Linked DNA regions of Mus musculus: regions 1, 2 and 4 are each linked to region 3. The links are chromatin contacts, called in public Hi-C, HiCAR-type and promoter capture Hi-C maps. All regions are on one chromosome and are shown on one strand. Each heading gives the region's core, a stretch centred on a gene start, on an enhancer-like site or on the middle of the called end of the contact. The rest is flanking DNA. Distances are from core to core; before and after follow the strand shown.

The links. Promoter capture Hi-C pulls out the DNA fragments that hold promoters and counts their contacts. Hi-C and Micro-C count contacts between places; a contact is called where the count stands out from the background. HiCAR-type assays count read pairs that join an accessible place to other places.
Region 1: a HiCAR-type map of astrocytes shows a contact between it and region 3, with 4 times the contacts expected there. The contact joins the enhancer-like site here to the promoter of Clpp in region 3. A contact is called at or near these places in 1 of 39 promoter capture datasets (pre-B cells) and 1 of 115 datasets of contacts at active chromatin or transcription factors (astrocytes).
Region 2: a promoter capture Hi-C map of liver shows a contact between it and region 3, with 2.5 times the contacts expected there. The contact joins the promoter of Zfp119a here to the promoter of Clpp in region 3. A contact is called at or near these places in 4 of 39 promoter capture datasets (hippocampal neurons, liver and pre-B cells), 1 of 115 datasets of contacts at active chromatin or transcription factors (astrocytes) and 1 of 9 other capture datasets (adipose tissue).
Region 4: a contact with region 3 is called in a Hi-C map of liver, with 4 times the contacts expected there. The contact joins the promoter of Zfp119b here to the promoter of Clpp in region 3. A contact is called at or near these places in 1 of 39 promoter capture datasets (embryonic stem cells), 4 of 484 Hi-C or Micro-C datasets (double positive thymocytes, liver, olfactory sensory neurons and 1 more), 1 of 115 datasets of contacts at active chromatin or transcription factors (astrocytes) and 1 of 9 other capture datasets (liver).

Annotation. Positions count from the first base shown.
Region 1 is chr17:58,887,854-58,892,961 of GRCm38.p6, forward strand. It overlaps Pdzph1 (PDZ and pleckstrin homology domains 1), which reads right to left. Exons shown (of 13, transcript NM_027001.1): 9 at 155-312. Among named protein-coding and RNA genes, the nearest start is that of Gm33751, 54 kb to the right of the region's middle. Within about 2 kb of position 2,593, at least 15 of the 459 cell types and tissues checked have an H3K27ac peak or open chromatin away from gene starts, as enhancers often do. A contact at or near this core is called in astrocytes, where this site is marked.
Region 2 is chr17:55,876,254-55,881,391 of GRCm38.p6, forward strand. Zfp119a (zinc finger protein 119a) reads right to left here and starts at 2,700. Exons shown (of 4, transcript NM_144546.6): 1 at 2,607-2,700. The coding sequence starts at 2,609.
Region 3 is chr17:56,987,059-56,992,238 of GRCm38.p6, forward strand. Clpp (caseinolytic mitochondrial matrix peptidase proteolytic subunit) reads left to right here and starts at 3,206. Exons shown (of 6, transcript NM_017393.2): 1 at 3,206-3,455; 2 at 3,548-3,619; 3 at 4,236-4,332. The coding sequence starts at 3,270. It overlaps Gm33509 (a long non-coding RNA gene), which reads right to left and starts at 2,865. Exons shown (of 2, transcript XR_385672.4): 1 at 2,651-2,865; 2 at 1,104-1,480.
Region 4 is chr17:55,942,963-55,947,566 of GRCm38.p6, forward strand. It overlaps Zfp119b (zinc finger protein 119b), which reads right to left and starts at 2,297. Exons shown (of 4, transcript NM_146249.4): 1 at 2,210-2,297. The coding sequence starts at 2,212.

The DNA.
Region 1 (5,108 bases), core at 1,343-3,842, 1.9 Mb after region 3:
GAAATAACAACATCCTAAACTTACTGTACTCAATACAATATACACTACCACTTTTTGTTCTTTTTCTAATTTCTGCCTCAAGCGTTTGCAAGTCTACCCCTTATGAAACATCCCCCTCTAGAAGTAAACCCAGACCGGGAGATTGCTGGGTTACCTCTTCATCTCTTGGTTTGAGGTTGCACAGAGGCAGAGTATTCTACTTCCAGACTGAGGCATACAGTTAAATACAAATGGTTTTCCCAAGCTGTTGTCAATGTCAACTTCTGCTCCTTCTAATTTTATCATGTCTAGAGGTGGCCACTTCCCTTCATCCTATAATTGATAAAGAAGATGATCAGTTAATGGAGAAAATGAAAAAGAAAGGAATGCCACAATGTTTATTTTAAGTTGATTATTTTTTTTCTTTAAAATGAAAAGAAAGGAAAACACACTTTGCAGATTATATTCTACTTAATATATGACACAGTGTAACAAATTATTTGTATTATGTAATTTTTAAGCATCTTTTGAATAGATGTTCTTAATATGAGCTTTATTTATGAACATTTGGGAAAGTATTATTAATGCCAACTTTTCTATCAGAAAAACAAGACATGAAAAGAAACCTGTATCACACAATGTACCTTATAATTGCGTGACATCTCTAGAGAGCACCTACACTATGGATTCCAGGCTTACTGTGTGTCAGGTCCCCTTCTAAGTTGTTTCCATTCATTCACTGAGTTGACAAATGCTCCTGAAACAATTATCTTTATCATCTCCTAAAATGCATCAGAAGTAGTACAAAAACACTAAAGAATAGCTTTTCTATAAAGTACAATATTTTAGCATACTATGATATTAATGTAAAACTAAAATAACATTACAATTAAACTGTTTTGATTTTGTTTATTTTATAGTTCTTTCTCAAAATTTTCTCATCATTATTCATATCTGTTTTATCACCTCTGCATGGAGATGCAACTTACACAACATGACTTCACCCATTATATAGTTATATGGACATATAACTCTTTAGTAAACTTACGAAGATAAGAAACCACCATTGTAATTCAGTTTCAGAACACTCGCATTAACGTCCAAGTTTCCTTTCAGTTGATTTCCCATTAGTAGATACCATTTCCAAATCACAGATAAACAGACTTTTTTGGTCGTTACACATCCAATATTCCTGGATGTTTAATATTAGTACAACTATATAACTTGTGATTTTTTTCCTCTTAGTGTAATATCTTGAAATGACTAAATTGAAGCAGGAACTAGCACTTCATTCTTTTTAAAGACTGGATGATAGTCTATTGTAGGAGAGGTCACATTTTGTTTCTCCATGCATAAGTTGACAGATTTTTTTTTTCTGGTGTGGGGCTATTTTGAGTAGCACTTCTGTGCATATTTATATGCATGCCTTTGGCATAGAGGTGAATAAGCACAAGGGTATTCTTCAACATGAGGCATTACCTCATGCTTCTGTGGCACCTTCAAGGACTATGCTGTAATCTTCATAGCACCATTTTAGAGGAAGACTATTAGGTCCAGTCCTAGTATTACAGGGATGGCATAGAAGCAGAATATTACCCCTGTCTTCCATCAGTGGCTTTCCACACTGCATCTGTCAAATGTCTGCCTTCATGGATCACTGGGATATGAGAGACTGTTGGCTTTTGGAATCAATATTCAGTGCATGTGTTATTCAACACTTTGGTTACATAGTTGCATTTCCAGGCACATTTTAATGTTGAATTAGAAATAGAAATGAAATCTAAGGATCTTTGGTGTTCATTTGCTGAAAGCAAATACCCAGGGGGTCTGCCTTTGTGTGGACCTATTTTACAGACAAGGGGATTCTGGCCTTCATGTCAGTGTTGCTTGATTACTCAGGGAATGTCAGCATCCTTCCATATCCTTTGATGTAGGAGAACTCAACAGAGTTTACTCACAGCACACTATACAATCAGGATGAGAGCCTCTAGTCATTTAAGAGGTCTTCCCTGCTTGCTCAAGTCACATTTTAATGAGAAAAATGAACAACTTAATGGATTGGATTTTAACACCAGGGCTACTTTCTCTTTAGGCTATGCATCATGGCCAAGATTTCATTTTTAATAATCTCAGCTGTTGTATTCTGTCCCCCACCGATGAGCCTTCTGTGTCCCTGGAAGCAGCTGCAGTGACACTTTGATCATGGGGCATCGCAGCAGATGTGGCTTCTCCTGCAGCTGAGCTTTCTGTGCCTAGTCTTTTACCTCTATTTCACTGGTACAAGAACATTAAGTCCCTCTCTTGGTGAGATCCAGATGTTGAAAGAGAGACCCCACTCACTCTAATCCTAAAACTGCTGTGGCACTGCTCTCACTAATCAAATGGTTTCTAGAAGTGAAGAACAATTAAAATCCAGCTTGTCTTTTACTGTCAAGTCTGAAAACTGAATTCCTTAAGCAAAATTCAGTCTTTTAGCTTGACAATGACTATTACATGGTCTTTGTTTAATCCCTTCCCTACAGCTCCACCAAAAGTCCCTCTGAGCTCAGATGCAATGAAAAATTCTTCAAGGCTGCATTCGCCACAACTTTCTGTTCTTTTGTCCAAGGCACAGAAATCCTCTGACAGGGCTTTCTATTCCTGAGCCAGTTCACAGGTTCAGCTGCTGCCTGTGTGCAGGATTGATTAAAATAGCACGGTTGCTGAGGGGATTTAAATAGGAATTGTTTAGTGATGTCCAAAGGCTATAGACTAAGAATAAAGGAACTTGGGCTGTTTGTGCCAGAGGTCCTTGGTTAATGTTGGTGTTTTCTCTCATGGAAATAATATTTTTTACAGAACTAATTCCAAAGGCCAGGCTGTTGAGAAAAGAGAAACACCAAACTTTAATGAGGACAAGACCCAACTTAGAGTGAACACACTTGTAAAATAGATTTTTTTTAATGCAGAAGAACAAAGACAAGAACATTTGTGTGTTTGTGAGATCCTCTGTTAAAATAAATATACCTACAGATGCCTTTGAGTTTTTTGTTTGGTCAAAACTTTGGTTTGAAAGTGATAAAAATTTGGAGTTGCCAGTTCCGAGTCTTTAAAAAAAGCCAATCAAACAAACAAACAAATAAAACACACACACACAAACAAAAACTGAGAACACTGTGTGTATGTTTTATTTTGTCTGGAGGTAGAGCCCTGAAAAATCCAAAGACTTGTAAGGAGGCAGGGAAAGGCATCTTTAAACATGAGGAAAAAAATCATACTGTGTGAAGAAAACAAGAGCCAAGACAAATCTAGACAGAAAGAAAGCTGGTGTTAAAGGGAAACATCTCAGGAAAGGGTGAATAAAATGGAGAGCCAAGAAGATACAACACTGGAGAGCTGCAGCAAAGCTGAGGGGTGCCCTTCGGAGCTTTGTTAATGACACTGAGACCCTTTTTCTCTGGGTGACACTTTGAAGCACCTTCTCCCTGCCAGCAACTAAAACCCCCACTCCTTGATGGCCATGAGAAGATGCGAATGACCAACCATGCCCTTGGATCAGGAGAGCAGTAAAGGGTGTGGTGAGACAGAAGGAGGGGGTGAGGAACGATTTCATTGCTATACTTATTGCCATCATTGTGTCGTGGACAAAGAGAAGTTCTGATTCTTGAGGAACTATAAACTCCTCCCGACATTATTTAATAATATTTGTGTATCTATGCATTTATTTATTTATTTATTTACTTGAAACCAGAAAGTTAAATGGGCATGAAAATCACACCCTTGTTTATGAGTAATGAATTTCCCACTTGAAGCTTCGTGACTTTTGTTCTCTGGAAACAAAACAAAACAAACCCAGGAAGGTCATTTGACTGCCTCTGAATTGGCAGCCACACACCGTTTCAACAGAAGTGCACCCACCCAGAAGGTCGTTCACCTTTGCCCAGAGCTATGGCTCTTTCCCTGTTTTTTACAAAAATCCCTGGCTGCAGATGTGACATCAGCAGAGACAACTGGCTGCAAACTGAGAATTTTGTGCTGCCTTTTTCAGTTTGCCTGAAGTTGGAAATCAGGTTTTCAGTGTGATTAAATATAGGCTGACTGCACCATGTAGCTTCCTGGCAGCAGCAAGATTCCAGACCCCAGGAGGCCCTGGGAGACCTTGCAGGGAAATGAGCTTGTCATTGGACAAATCCTGATGCTGTGCCCAGAGAGACAGGTTTCTTCTGGAAAGTTAGCCAAAGGGAGGTTTGGCAACAGTATTTGAGTTGGAGCTACCCAAGCTCTAGAGCTTTGAAGAGAAATTTATGTTCTCAATTGAATTGCTCATTTGTTACCATTTTTCTTGGCTCTTAAATTGCCCTTAGAGGATAACTAGTACCATGCAATACTTACCATTACAAAAAGAGCAAGAAGAGGAAAGAGGAGGAGGAGGAAGTGGAAGAGGAGGAGGATGGGGGGAACTGGGTATGGTGGCATATGCCATGAATCTTGGTGCTCAGGGTATGAAGATGAGATTAGAAAAGTTTGAGGCAAGTCTAGACTATATAGAGTAGAAGGAAAACCTGAGACCCTGTCTCAACACCCACACTATTAAAATAAAAATGTCTATGAAACAGTGCAGTGGGTTTAACCGCCTGAAAGCTATGGGCACAACACAGGCATCTGCACCATAAGCTTTTAAATGAAATGCTTGTTTTAGAGGGTCATGTCTAAATGTAGTACACAATACTGCTCACTTATCCTCAAAGGATACATTCCGAGGACTCCACTGGATGCATGAAACAGCGAGTGTTGAACCCTGACTATAAGCCTTTTTCTACAAGCCCTATATGTCTGGTGTATCCAGCTAATACTAGACTATGTTGATCCCCCTGAGTTTTGTGTCACTCATTTCCATTAATACTTCTCTACATAATGAGTACAACAACCAGGACAGGGGAACTGATCAGTGAAATAATTATGACGTGACTTAGTGGTGGTAGTACATAAGAGTGTAGACATACTGCAAAAACATATGATTTATGTCCAGACTGGGTTGTAGTTGGATGATATCACATTACTCAGAAAGGCATGAGGTACAACGTGAATTTTTTTATGTTATTTCTTTGTATAAGGGCTCTACAGCCCGAGCGATTGACTTTGAACCTTAT
Region 2 (5,138 bases), core at 1,450-3,949, 1.1 Mb before region 3:
GAAAGAAATGAAAGACTTTTTAGAATTTAATGAAAATGAAGAACATCATACCAAAATTTATGGGACACAATGAGAGCAGTGGTAAGAGGAAAACTCATAGCTCTAAGAGCCTTCAAAAAGAAACTGAAGAGAGCTTACACTGGCAGCTTGACAGGACACCTGAAATCTCTAGAACAAAAAGAAGCAAATACACCTAAGAGGAGTAGATGGCAGAAAATAATCAAACTCAGGGCTGTAATTAAACAAATAGAAACAAAAAGAACTATACAAAGAATCAACAAAACTAAGAGCTGATTCTTTGAGGAAAATCAACAAGATAGATAAACCCTTAGCCAGACTAACCAGAGGGCACAGAGATAGTATCCAAATTAATAAAATCAAAAATGAAAAGAGAGACATAACAACAAAATATATCTTAAAATAATTATTCTGCTTGTTAAATATTAACAGTTGAAAATATTAAAATCATATTCTACCAAAAAAAAAAAGTGAACCACAGGATAAAGTCTAAACTAGGCTGTTTTTGAAGCTTCCTTTGTCAATGCATTTAATATAAATCTCTTTACCTTAGCCTCAGGCAGACTCTTGAGACAAGGGCAAAAAAGAAGTCATATTCTTCACCAAAATATCACAAGAGCAAATTCTAGATAACATAGGAAAGTTCTTTCCCTTTGAAAGCTCTTGAGACAGGCAGGCCACCAGAATTCAATTCACCCTCAGCACTGATGTCGTCCATATTTCTGCTAGGATGGCCCATTAAGCTCCACTTAAAGTACTCCGCAGGTTTACAAACCCAAAGATCCAAAATTTGAATTCATCCAAACAAAAGTATGGTTAGGCCTATCACAGCAATACCCTAGTCCCTGGTACCAACTTCTCTCTTAATCAGGGTCTTGTTGCTGTGAAGAGACACCATAACCAAAGCAATTTGTATAAAATGAAACATTTAACTGGGGCTGACTTACAGTTTCAGAGATCCAGTCCATTATCATCATGGCAGAAAGCATGGCAGCCTGCAGGCAGACAGGGCGCTAGAGGAGCTGAGAGTTCTAAACCTTGATCCAATTGCAACCAGGAGACTTTCTTCCACAGGCAGCTAAGAAAAGGCTCTCTACACTGGGTGAAGCTTGAGCTGTAGCAGACCGTAAAGCCTACCCTCTTAGTCACACTCTTCCTCTAACAAGGCCACACCTCTTCCGATGAGGCTCTAACCTCCTAATAGTGCCACTTCCCACGGGCCAAGCATATTCAAACCATCACAGGCTCCTAGTCTAGCAATAATTCAAAATGTAATTATTCTCATTTCAAAGATCTCCATATTATATCACAGTCCCAACACTGTTTAAATGTCTAAAGTTTCGTCGAATACTAAGGGCAATCTCTTGACTTTGACATCATATAAACTCAAAATATACAAATTCTATAAATCAAAATAAACAAAAAGTATAACTTCTCAACATGCATGGGCTCAGAATACACTTTTCCTTTACAAAGAAGGAAAGATTGGACCAAGGCAACCCTGTGGGGCATAAATCAAATCATATAGGCAATGAGAATAAGAGCATTTTTGTGACATCTGAACAGAAAGAGAGAGCAAGATTAGAAGGAGAATACAGAGTGGAACAACTTAGAAACCATAGATAACATAAAAAAAAAAAAAAACAACTATGAGAGCAATGTACAGAATGCAGAGGGAAGAGAAAAAAAAAAGAGCTGCAGAGAGCAGAAGGAGCAGGCAGACTTCTCCTTACTATGGGACAGAACAGGTCTTTTCTAACTAACAAGGAAGGTTTGGTCTTAGTAAATAAAGAGAACAAAGCTTTACTCCTCTACACTAACTCCTCTAGAGGGGTTACAGGCTTCCTTAAAATAACCTTCCCTAACTTGTCTAAGAAGAAATTAAACAATTGGAGGCCTGCAAACTCAGGTTTAAGTGTGTATCTTTTCTCTGATTGCTCGCTATTATCCCTTGTTTCCCTCCCCACCCAGTTCTCTCAGAGAACCGGGAAAACCTGCCTGCACAGTACTTCCTGGGAAAGAATAGAGATCAACAGAACATGAGAGAAAATTTAGAAAGAAAAGAAAAAAAAACACACAACTAAAATAGAGTAAATGTTGATGAAAGAGGCCAGGAAACCCAGTGAGCCTGGCCTTACTAACACACGTTACTGGACGGTCAAGGCATCTACAAGTCTGTGTCGATGGCAAACACTTTGCATCTGCACAGAATTAACTGCGGACGGATCATACATCAGAACCTCAGGTGCCAAGTGCAGAACTTGTAGAAGACACCGGAGAAACTAGGGTTCTCCATGTCAGCACATCTGCCTTCCCTGGACACAGGAAAAGCAGCTGAGGCGCTCACTGCATGGTGACGTCAGCAACAAGGATGTTTTCACTCCAGGACCCGCGCCCCACACTCTGCGCAGGCGCAGCCCGGGATCGAAGTCAGACGTCCGGCTTCCGCTCCGGAGGTGCAGGGACCTCAGGTGAACAAACGCAATCACGCCGGGCGGCGAGTCTGACCGCCGGTTCCCGCACCCCGGGAGGAACCCCACACAGTCTCCCAAGGCTCCTCCCCGCGTGGGGACGGCGGCCCCGCTCACCATGGCGTGGAGACCGAGCTCGCCCCGCTCTCCTCACAGCTCCCGGCAGCGGGTGGCAGACCAGGACACGGAACCACAAGAGCCTCCCTCAGACCCGAGCCCGAACCTTTAGTATTAGGGAACGGAAGTGCTCTCCCCATTCTGGCTAGCGGATCCATGCGGCCGTGATTGGCTAGTAAGGAATGAGTGACAGCTCCCCTAGTCACCGAGGGCTGTGAAGTATCACAGCACAGTGGTTCCCAGTCCTGGTGTCCGCTCAGGCACAGAACTGTCTCAGACGCGGAGAGACAGGCATTGCCATAGAACTTGCGCCTGTTAGCGTACAGGCAGGTCCACAAGCCTACTCTCGGGGACCTAGCAGAGACTTCTGTCATCAGATGCCATCACCTGCCGATGCCATCAGGCGCGCCCGGTCTGTTTCAGGATGAATGTATCCACCCACCAGCCACCGGAGCTCTCTCCCTACTCGGCAGGCCGTCTCTCTGTTCCCGGTGTGCGCTCCTTTCTCTCTCTGCCTGTCATATGCCCACTTCTCTGCCTCTGTCCCTTCGCCAGGACCTCAGTCCCCCAACCCCCACCCCCCAATAAAGCTTTTTTACACCAGATGCATGGCGTAATTTCTCAGGACACACTTCAGCTCGATCTGCCAAAGCTACTTCACCTCACTCCATTATGTTTCCTAACAGCAGGACTGCACAGTCGTCCCTGCTCTGCTGCACTCAGGAGGCTCCTTAATCTAGGCACAAGGTCTCTAGCATACACAGATCACTAAACAACCTCAAGTGGAGTGATCCACCTGCCTCACAGCCAAAAGAGCATCCAGACTATCCAGGTCAAATTTAAACCTCCTGGTTGATATTCACCAGGCATCATCCATTTTTAAAAAGACTCATCTAAATTGCTCACACTTCTTTCAGCTAAACACTGGTAGCCAAAACACTAACACATTCCCAGCCTTTAGTGGTTGCACTGGCTCATTATGCCAGCACTTGGGAAGTGGAGTCAGGACATCAAAAGTTTAAGCCTAGTAATTCCAGGACAGCCAGGGAGGATACACAAAGAAATCCTGTCTCCAAAAAAAAAAAGTTTAAACCAGCTTGGTCTATGAACCCAAACACCAACTATTCTGGCCCCCAAAGGGGAGGTGACCAGGGTGTGATCAAGTGACCATAGGTGTGTGGGTTCATTTCTGGGTCTTCAATTCTGTTCCATTGATCTACCTGCCGGTCTCTATACCAATACCATGCAGTTTTTATCACTATTGCTCTGTAATACAGCTTGAGGTCAGGGATAGTGAATTCCCCCAGAATTTCTTTTATCATTGAGAATAGTTTTCATTATCCTGTTTCGTTTTGTTTTACTTTTTTTGTTATTCCAGATGAATTTGCAAATTGCTCTTTCTAACTGTGTGAAGAATTGAGTTGGAATTTTGATGGGGATTACATTGACTCGGTAGATTGTATGGGGCAAGGTGGCCATTTTTACTATATTAATCCTGCCAATCCATGAGCATGGGAGATCATTCCATCTTCTGAGATCTTCCATTTCTTTCTTCAGGGACTCGAAGTTCTTGTCATACAGATCTTTCATTTGCTTGGTTAGAGTCACACTAAGGTATGTAATAGTACCGTGACTATTGTGAAGGGTGTCATTTCCCTAATTTCTTTCTCAGCCTGTTTATCATTTGAGTACAGGAAGGCTACTGATTTGTTTGAGTTCCTTTTATATCCAGCCACCTTGCTGGAGTTGTTTATCAGCTGTAGGAGTTCTCTGGTAGAATTTTTGGGGTCACTTAAGTGTAATATCATTATCATCTGCAAATAGTGATATTTTGACTTCTTCCTTTCCAACTTGTATCCCTTTCATCTCCTTTTGTTGTCTAATTCTCTGGCTAGGACTCCGAGTACTTTATTGAATAGGTAAGGAGAGAGCGGGCAGCCTTGTCTAGTCCCTGATTTTAGTGGGATTGCTTCAAGTTTCTCTCCATTTAGTTTGATGTTGGCTATTGGTTTGCTGTGTATTGCTTTTATTATGTTTAGGTATGGGCCTTGAATTCCTGATCTTTCCAAGACTTTTATCATGAAGGGGTGTTGGATTTTGTCAAATGCTTTCTCAGTTTGTTTATGTAGTAGATTACATTGATGGATTTCCGTATTATTGAACCATCCCTGCATCCCTGGGATGAAACCTACTTGACCGTGGTGAATGATCGTTGTCTTAGTCAGGTTTTCTATTCCTGGACAAAATATCATGACCAAGAAGCAAGTTGGGGAGGAGAGGGTTTATTCGGCTTACACTTCCACATTGCTGTTCATCACTTAAGGAAGTCAGGACTGGAACTCAAGCAGGTCAGGAAGCAGGAGCTGATGCAGAAGCCATGGAGGGATGTTCCTTACTGGCTTGCTTCCCCTGGCTTGCTCAGCCTGCTCTTTTATAGAACCAAGACTACCAGCCCAGAGGTGGCACCACCTACAAGGGGACCTCCCCGCTTGATCACTAATTGAGAAAATGCCTTACATCTGGATCTCGTGG
Region 3 (5,180 bases), core at 1,956-4,455:
ATGCCCTCTTCTGGTGTGTCTGAAGACAGCTATCGTGTACTCACATATATAAAATAAATAATTCTTTAAAGGAGGAGGAGGAGGAGGAGGAGGAGAGGATTTCAAGGAAAAGATAGTTACTGCATTCTAGAAAGATCCAATTGCCGGACAGACAAAGGCACTTATGTGAAAAAGGAATAGACCTATTAGCAGTGAGCCTAGCTTGGTGCTGCAGCCTCAGTAGTCCTGAGGCTGAGGCAGGAAGATCGCCATGAATTCCAGGCTAACCTGAGCATAGAGTGAGAGGCACAACAGCTTAGAGCGCTTGCTATTCTTGTTTGGACCTGGGTTTTTGACTCCCAGAACCCACATAAGGCAGCTCACAACCTTTTGTACCTTCTGCTCCAGGAGATCTGACATCTCCTTCCGGCCCCTTGCAGCACCTTTACATTCACACTTCCACAATTAAAAATAACAACAAACCTTCAAAATCAACAAAATACTTGTCATTGGGGGGGGGGTTGTTTGCTTGCTTGATTTTTTTGGTACATGTTCTCTCTATGTAGCCTTGGCTGCTCTGGGACTCCCAATATAGATCAGGCTGGCATCAAACAGAGACAAGATCCTCCTGTCTCTGCTTCCTGAGTGCTGGGATTAAAGAGGTACACTGCAGAGTGGGGCGTGGTGGTGCATACCTTTTAATCCTAGTATTTGGGAGGCAGAGGCAGGCAGATCTCTGAGTTTGAGGCCAGCCTAGTCTTCTATAGAGCAAATTCTAGAACAGCCAGGGCTACACACACACACACACACACACACACACACACACAATCTAGAAAAAAAAATGGTATGTACCACTATGCCCTGGCTTGTTTTTCTTTTAACGGCTTATTTATTTATTCCTTGGTTTTTCAAGGCAGGGTTTCCCTGAGTGCTGGGATTAAAGGTGTACACTACCACATCTGGACTATTTCTTTATTTTTTTGGGGGGGGGTGAGACAGGGTTTCTCTGTATAGTCCTGGCTGTCCTGGAACTCACTTTGTAGACCAGGCTGGCCTTGAACTCAGAAATCCGCCTGCCTCTGCCTCTCAAGTGCTGGGATTAAAGGCATGCGCCACCACGCCCGGCTATTTTTATCTTTTATTCTTTAACAATTTCACACATTTATACCAAGTGTTTACTCAGAATTATTGCTCTTCCTCCCAACACTCCTGGCACAGCCTCCTCCCACCTTCATGTCCCTTTTCTGTAACACATGGAGTCCAGGAACTGCTGCCTGCTGGGACACTGGCTGATCTAGCTGGGTTGATCTTGTCCAGCTGCTGTGAGGTCACAAGGATGATGGCCACCAGACATCCATTAGACAACCTTTCACAGCTCTTGCCCCTCTTAGAGCAAGCACTCGTAGCCAGTTCTTCCTCTGCATTCGGACTTGAGAGCCTCTGAATTTCCCGCTTCCTGCTGCAAAGTGAAGCATCTCTGACGAGGGCCCAGAGCGGCAATCTATGGGGACAAATATTCAGAAGGCAGTTTCACAGCACAACCATTTGGCAGAGCAACGGAAGGCAAGTTTCTCTCCTTGTTGTGTAACCTTGGAGTGTGGGCTCTAGTCAGGTTATAGCACTGAGCGTGGTCCCCTCCTGCAGAGCAGCCTTGAGTTCACCATAGCTCTCATGCCACCAGTGCACCAGCAGCCACATCTTGCCACCAGATGGAGTTGCAGCACTCGAGGTCCACCCCTGGATAAGACCACTTATGACTTTTGTCATAAGTGGTCTTATCCAGACCAAATGTTACCTTCTGGTACTATGAAATTGAATCAGCTGGGAGGAAATCTCCAGGTCAATTCCAGTTTGGTTTCTGCATGACCCATGAAGACACCAAAGTGACTGGTGTCTTCAGCAACTGAGTCTTGTCATCTAATTATGGTGAGCAACCCAGAGTAATGACAAGAGCCTGTGTCGTTTGGAGAGCTCTAGGGAAAAACATCTCTGGCTTTTGATGGTCATGTCTGGCTTTTATGCAATTTAAAGGTACAAGTCTCCAGTTACGCAAGTGTATCTTCCTCAGGGAACATGGCAACCGCTTTAAGTAATGCTTACATCAGGCGACAATTAAGAAAGTTCCAGAATGTGCCTGAGGTGGTAGCAGAGCATGATGTCTCAGCCCGATACAGATGTATTGTAAAGGAGCCTAGCACAGGGCAGAGGGGAGTGACACGTGGGAAAAAGTGTGGCTGCTAAAAAGAGTTGCACTGACTGCTCTTCCCAAGGTCCTAAGTTCAAATCCCAGCAACCACATGGTGGCTTACAACCACCCTTAATGAGATCTGACGCCCTCTTCTGGTGCATCTGAAGACAGCTACAGTGTACTTATGAATAATAATAAATAAATCTATATCTAAATATCTATATCTATATTATTTTTTTAAAAGAGTTGCAGGGAAGACAAAGAAGATGAATGCAGAGGTGATTGCCTGACTGTCGCAGGTTCAATGGCTCAGTTTCACCTCTTCCAAGAGCCTCCAGCTGCAACGTAGGCACAGACGAGGCAGGTATGGCGGTGGGGGGAGCTCCCAGAATCTTGGTCTTACGGCGACAGATCGAGATGGCGGGCACAGTATTTCTCAAGGTATAGGACCATGCACATGGACAGTAGGCACTGTCTACCTACCCTCCAGTTTTACTTGGACAAAAAAGGAACGCTTCTAGAAAGCTGGACGCCCTCTGAAAACGAATACAGGTGTAGCGAACGTCCAGAACTTGTGGCAAGATCCAGGCCTCCTCTCCTATCTCAGTGTTCACAATGCCCTAAACTACATTGTTCAATAAATCCCCTGGCGATTCCTGGTCTAAGTCCTGTCCCAGAGACACTCTCCTCCTTTCTCTAGCGAGCCTATACGGGAGTCAGGGGTCGCAAAGCAGCTGGGAATTGTAGTTCTGGAAGATCAATTGGTTACAGGCCAGCACGTGGACCTGATTGCTGCGGGACGATGGTGGTGGGCTGGTGCGTCCCCTAAGCCTCTTCTCACCCTTTGGTGAGCACCTCCGTGAGCTTCTTCCCGCGTGGGCACCGGGAACAGCGCAACCTCGTCCGAGAACTTCCATGGGACTAATACGCGGGTTTTTCTTATTTATTCGAACGCCTACCTCTAACGAGGACCCCACCCACAGACTTATCCCCGCCTTCTTCAGTTCCGCTTATTCTGTTCTCGGAAGTGGATGAGCCAGTGACTCCCGCAAAGCACGCCGGGTGTTGTAGTTCCGGAAGCCAAGCCGGAGTGCGCGTCGTCATGTGGCCCAGAGTGCTGCTGGGGGAGGCCCGGGTGGCTGTGGACGGATGTCGCGCTCTGTTGTCTCGCCTTGCCGTGCATTTCTCCCCGCCATGGACTGCTGTGAGCTGCTCACCCCTGCGGAGGAGCCTGCATGGAACTGCGACGCGAGCTTTCCCGCTCATCCCCATAGTGGTGGAGCAGACGGTACGGTGACCTGATGGGGACATGGCGCGGAGGCTTGTAGTCGGTCGGCGTGCAAGGGAGGATGACCTTTCACATCTTCTTTTCCCACGAAGGGTCGAGGCGAGCGCGCTTATGACATATACTCGAGGCTGTTGCGGGAACGCATCGTGTGCGTCATGGGCCCGGTGAGCGACCCCGGTCCTTCCCGGGCACACCTTGTTGTCTCACCAACATTTATCCTTTGTCAAGCTCTGTGTCATATAACCCCCTCTTCCCCCTCATCCTTGGTGACCTCCTAGACCCTAGGCCCTAGACCCTGACCTTAAACATTCTTTAAAAAAAAAAAAAAAAAACTTGAGCAAAATTTTTGCTTTGTAGTACAGGCTAGCCCCTACCTTTCCATCGTCCTGCCATAGCTTCCCAAACGTTGGAATGTAAAATGTGCATTCTTACCATAGTCTGCTGTTGTCAGCCATTCTTTGTTTCAGTTTATCCTTTGGTCTTCTGAGTCAGGGTCCCAGGCTGGCCTTGAACTCCCCATGTAGCTGACAGGACATTTGAGGGAGGGATGAGGTTCCTAAACCAGACCAGGTGTAGGCAGTGCTTAAACCCAGGGCCTTTTGCCTGCTAGGAGAGCACTCCGTCCCAGTCTTGTCCCCAGCTTAGGGTCTTCCACTATCTGGGGCTTCCCCAGCCATCTCTTCCTGTGCTGGAAATTCCTGGTTCCCAGGGCCTCAACTCCTTAAGCCTCTATCCATCCCACCTTCAACCTGAGGATACCTCTGCTCTCCCCACCTGCAGATTGACGACAGTGTGGCCAGTCTGGTCATTGCCCAGCTGTTGTTCTTACAGTCTGAAAGCAACAAGAAGCCCATTCATATGTATATCAACAGCCCAGGTAAGCCAGGACAGCCTGGTTGTGGGGTCAGAGATAGCCCCTTTGGGGAAGACATGCAGCCTTGTGCCTCCTACAGAATCTAAAATTTAAAATCGCTCAAAGCAGGGTATGGTAGTGCACACATTTAATTCCTGCACTTGGGAGGCAGAGGCAGGCTGATTTCTGAATTCGAGACCAGCCTGGTCTACAGAGTGAGTTCCAGGATAGCCAGAGCTACACAGAGAAGAACTCTTATCTCGAAAAACAAACAAACAAAAAAAAGTAAGAAAGAAAGAAAGAAACCCTTTCTCGAAAAAAAACAAAAAAAAACAAAAAGAGAGAGAGAGAAAAAAATCACTCTAAGACGGTCTCTCACTGGCCTGGAACTTTCCAAATATGCTAGTATACCGGGTCAATGAGCCTGAGGGTCCTTCTGCCTCCACCTCCCTAGTGCTAGAATTACAAGTGTGTGCTGCCATGCCTACTTTGTGGGGACTGGGGATCTGAACTTGAGTCCACATACATTTTAGCAACTGAGCAGTCTCCCTTGCTTCGAGAGTAGCTGAATTAAAACAAACAAACAAAGCCTGTTTTGAGACAGAGATAGCCCAGATCCTCTGCAGTCCTCTCACCTTAGGGATTTAGTTTAGCTGAACCACCAAACTCTGAAGAAATAGTTCATTTTTAAGAAAAATATTAAGCCAGGCGGTGGTGGCACACGCCTTTAATCCCAGCACTTGGGAGGCTGAGGCAGGCAGATTTCTGGGTTCGAGGACAGCCTGGTCTACAGAGTGAGTTCTAGGACAGTCAGGCTACACAGAGAAACCCTGTCTTGGAAAAAAGAAAAAAGAAAAGAAAAGAAAAGAAAA
Region 4 (4,604 bases), core at 1,047-3,546, 1.0 Mb before region 3:
ACCAAAAATAGGACCATGAGGCTGTTGAGCTAATATAAACCATGACAGGTACATAACCTAAGTAGAAAGCAGCTCTGAAGGGAAAAAAGTGAAAGAAAATAAAGGAAGTAGAGAAAGGGGGAAAGAGAGAAAAAAGAAAATGAGAAAAAGACAAAGACAATATTTCATCCGAACAGTGAGGAACCAGCTCCTCTCAGTAGGTTATAGGCTTCCTTAATATAACCTTCCCTAGCCTCTCCAGGAAGAGATTAAACAATTGGAGGCCCCCAAACTGCAGCTTAAGTCCTTATCTTTTTTCTGAGTACATGGTATTATTCCTCGTTTCCCTCCCTGCACCATTCCCTCATGGAACCTGGAAAACCTTGGATGAGGTCAGGAGGAAGCAATGAAGGCACTCTCTCGCGTGCTTAAAGTGTGACTGTTGTAGATGATGCCGTGTGGGAGCTGCATTTCTAGCTGTGCAGACGTGCAACACAAGGTTATCAAGGCTTTCAATGTGATTCAACTATTTAACTAGTTGAAATGTGGAAGTCTTACATTCCAGCCAACAAGGAGATCTGTCTGATCACAGCTCAGATCATACTCAATTGGAATAACATGAGGCAAAGCAATACTTTGAGTCTGAGGACTGAGAAGGTAAAATAGGTAGATGACAAAGCGTGCCTTCCACAATACAATCTATATGGTAAGACAAGGATGGAATCAACTGTCTCTGCTTGAGGCCATGGACATCTATCTTCTATTCCATAACTGTGGGGAGGTCTACCTGCCTAGACCATGACATAGGTACCATCTCCTTCTATGTTTATGCCAACCTCGTAAAAGGGTATTTCTAAGGAAAAGGCTGTAGCACTTTACATTTAACCTTTGAGAAGATGGAAGATGGCCTCACCTTAGCAGGAAATGACCTAACCTTGAGTAGAAAGCAACTGTGTAGTATGCTGCCATCTTGGCTAGTATGCTAAAATATCACAATGCAGAATTTGAGCTATAAATTCAACAAATGCCCAATAAAAAGTGTCACCATTTTTGATACCAAAGGAAACTGATGAAAATAAGTAACCAAGAATGAAAAAAATAATCAACACACAAAACTGGACATATACTAAACACAGCGATAACCTGACATCAAAACCTCAAACAGCTGCAATAAAGAAAGAAAATATAAACAGCAAGAAAAAAAAATAAGCAGACAGATAGACAAAAGATAGAAAATATTTCTTCCAAATAGGGAAGAGACAACTCCTTTGGCTGGGATACAGGTTTTCTTAATATAACCTTCCTTACCTTGTCTAAGTAGAGATTAAACAATTGGAGGCCTGCAAACTCAGGGGTTTTTTGTTATGTTTTTTCTGTTTGTTGTTGTTCTTTTGTTTGGTTTGGTTTTGGCTTTTTCAAGACAGGGATTCTCTGTGTAGCCCTGGCTGTCCTGGACCTCACTCTGTAGACCAGGCTGGCCTCGAACTCAGAAATCCACCTGCCTCTGCCTCCCAAGTGCTGGGATTAAAGGCGTGCGCCACCACTGCCTGACCAAACTCAGATCTAAGTATGTATCTTTTCTCTGTATTATCCCTTGTTTCCCTCCCCACCCAGTTCTCTCAGGGAACCGGAAAAACCTGCCTGCACAGTACTTCCTGGGAAAGAATAGAGATCAACAGAACATGAGAACAAACTTAGACAGAAAAAAAAAAAAATACACAAGTAAAATAGAGTAAATGTTGATGAAAGAGACCAGGAAACCCAGTGAGCCTGGCCTTACTAACACACGTTACTGGACGGTCAAGGCATCTACAAGTCTGTGTCGATGGCAAACACTTTGCATCTGCACAGAGCTAACTGCGGACGGATCCTACTCCTGAACATCAAGTGCCAAGTGCAGAACTTGTAGAAGACACCGGAGAAACTAGGGTTCTCCATGTCAGCATATCTGCCTTCCCTGGACACAGGAAAAGCAGCTGAGGCGCTCACTGCATGGTGACGTCAGCAACAAGGATGTTTTCACTCCAGGACCCGCGCCCCACACTCTGCGCAGGCGCAGCCCGGGATCGAAGTCAGACGTCGCGCTTCCGCTCCGGAGGTGCAGGGACCTCAGGTGAACAAACGCAATCACGCCGGGCGGCGAGTCTGACCGCCGGTTCCCGCACCCCGGGAGGAACCCAACACAGTCTCCCGCGGCTCCTCCCCGCGTGGGGACGGCGGCCCCGCTCACCATGGCGTGGAGACCGAGCTCGCCCCGCTCTCCTCACAGCTCCCGGCAGCGGGTGGCAGACCAGGACACAGAACCACAAGAGCCTCCCTCAGACCCGAGCCCGAACCTTTAGTATTAGGGAACGGAAGTGCTCTCCCCATTCTGGCTAGCGGATCCATGCGGCCGTGATTGGCTAGTGAGGAATGAGTGACAGCTCCCCTAGACACCGAGGGCTGTGAAGTGTCACAGCACAGTGGTTCCCAGTCCTGGTCTCCGCTCAGGCACAGAACTGTCCCAGACGCGGAGAGACAGGGACATATCGCCACAGAACTTGCGCCTGTTAGCGTACAGGCAGGTCCACAAACCTACTCTCGGGGACCTAGCAGAGACTTCTGTCATCAGATGCCATCATTTGCTGATGCCACCAGGCGCGCCCGGTCTGTTTCAGGATGAATGTATCCACCTAAGCCACCGGAGCTCTCTCCCTACTCAGCAGGCCGTCTCTCTGTTCCCCGTGTGCGCTTCTTTCTCTCTCTGTCTGTCATGTCCACTTCTCTGCCTCTGTCCCTTCCCCAGGACCTCAGTCCCCCAACCCCCACCCCCAATAAAGTTTTTTTACACCAGATGCATGGCGTAATTTCTCAGGACACACTTCGGCTCGATCTGCCAAAGCTACTTCACCTTACTATATAATGTTTCCTAACAGCAGGACTGCAGTCGTCCCTGCTCTGCTGCACCCAGGAGGCTATTTAATCTAGGCACAAGGTCTCTAGCATACACAGATCACTAAACAACCTCAAGTGGAGTGATCCACCTGCCTCACAGCCAAAAGGGCACCCAGACTATCCAGGTCAAATTTAAACCTCCTGGTTGATATTCACCGGGCATCAACCATTTTTTAAAAAGACTCATCTAAATTGCTCACACTTCTCTCAGTTAAACACTGGTAGCCAAAACACACATTCCCAGCCTTTAGTGGTTGCACTGGCTCATCATGCCAGCACTTGGGAAATGGAGTCAGGACATCAAAAGTTTAAGCCTAGTATAAAGAGTAGTTCCAGGACAGCCAGGGAGGGATACACAAAGCAATCCTGTCTCACAAAAAAAAAAAAAGTTTAAACCAGCTTGGTCTATGAACCCAAACACCAACTATTCTGGCCCCCAAAGGGGAGGTGACCAGGGTGAGAACCTGGGAGGAGAAGACAAAAATAGAAAGTTTGGGGTCACTATGTCTTGCATAACATGATGGCTCATGTTAAGCAAGTTTTTTCAGATGATATACAGCTCTGATACACTATAGGTGGAGAATGAGACAGTCAGCAGAAAGATAATTTAGCAATGTTGGCTAGAAGGACACAGGATAGATACCTCATAGTGAGCACACACTGGCCATGAGACTGATACCCATGAGACTGATAACTGAAGACCGTGGTTCCTTTGACTCCTTCAAGATGCTTGCCCAAGCACCAGACCAGACCTTCCCAAGTCTGCTCTTGGAGAGGTCACAAAAGCAATGATCCCTTGGTGCTTTCATCGGGGCATCTGAGAAAGCCTTGGATAGGCCTAGCTCCCCAAAGACCCACCTCCAACCTAAACAAAAACACATATGAAAATAGGAACCCAAGAATCAATTCATGGACAGCTAGTGCTGAGAAAGAAAGAGTAGGAGAGATTGGAGATGACAGCTACATGATAGGGAATAATAAACTACTAATGGCACCAAAAGTTGATTTTTTTTAAAACCATAATTGAAACACCTTTAGCTAAACTACCTTTTGAAAAAAGGCCGACACAAATTGCTAATTTCTCACATGCATTTAGAGTCAAGAGTGGTGGTCTGTTCTTGGAATCCCACCACATGGAATGGTGAGTCCGAAGCATCACAAGTTTAAGGCCTGGTATGACTACAGGCTGTGTTTACAAAATACTTGGTTAACTTAGCCAGACCCTTCCTCAAAATAACTTTTCTATTATGCTCAGTGGATTCTGGCCACACATGGGAGGGGCTCTAGAATGAGTGCCCGGGTTTTTTTGTTGTTGGTTTGTTTGTTTGTTTGTTTGTTTGTTTGTTTTTAATGAAAGTAGAGCTACTACAACCAACATACTGAAATAGGTGGATCAGAAGGGAATACTGTGAGAGGAACCAGGTAGTTTGCTCAGTAAGGAAGGACACTTGCAATCAAGTGTGATATCCTGAGGTCAATACACAGGAGAGAAGCCACTCCTCCAACTTGTCCTCTGACCTTTACATATGTGCTATGGTATGTTTGCTCACACATGTCTCAATGGCACAGATTCAGATTTTTGTTTTGTTTTGTTTTGTTTTGTTTGTTTTGTTTTCGAGACAGGGTTTCTCTGTATAGCCCTGGCTGTCCTGGAACTCACTTTGTAGACCAGGCTGGCCTTGAACTCAGAA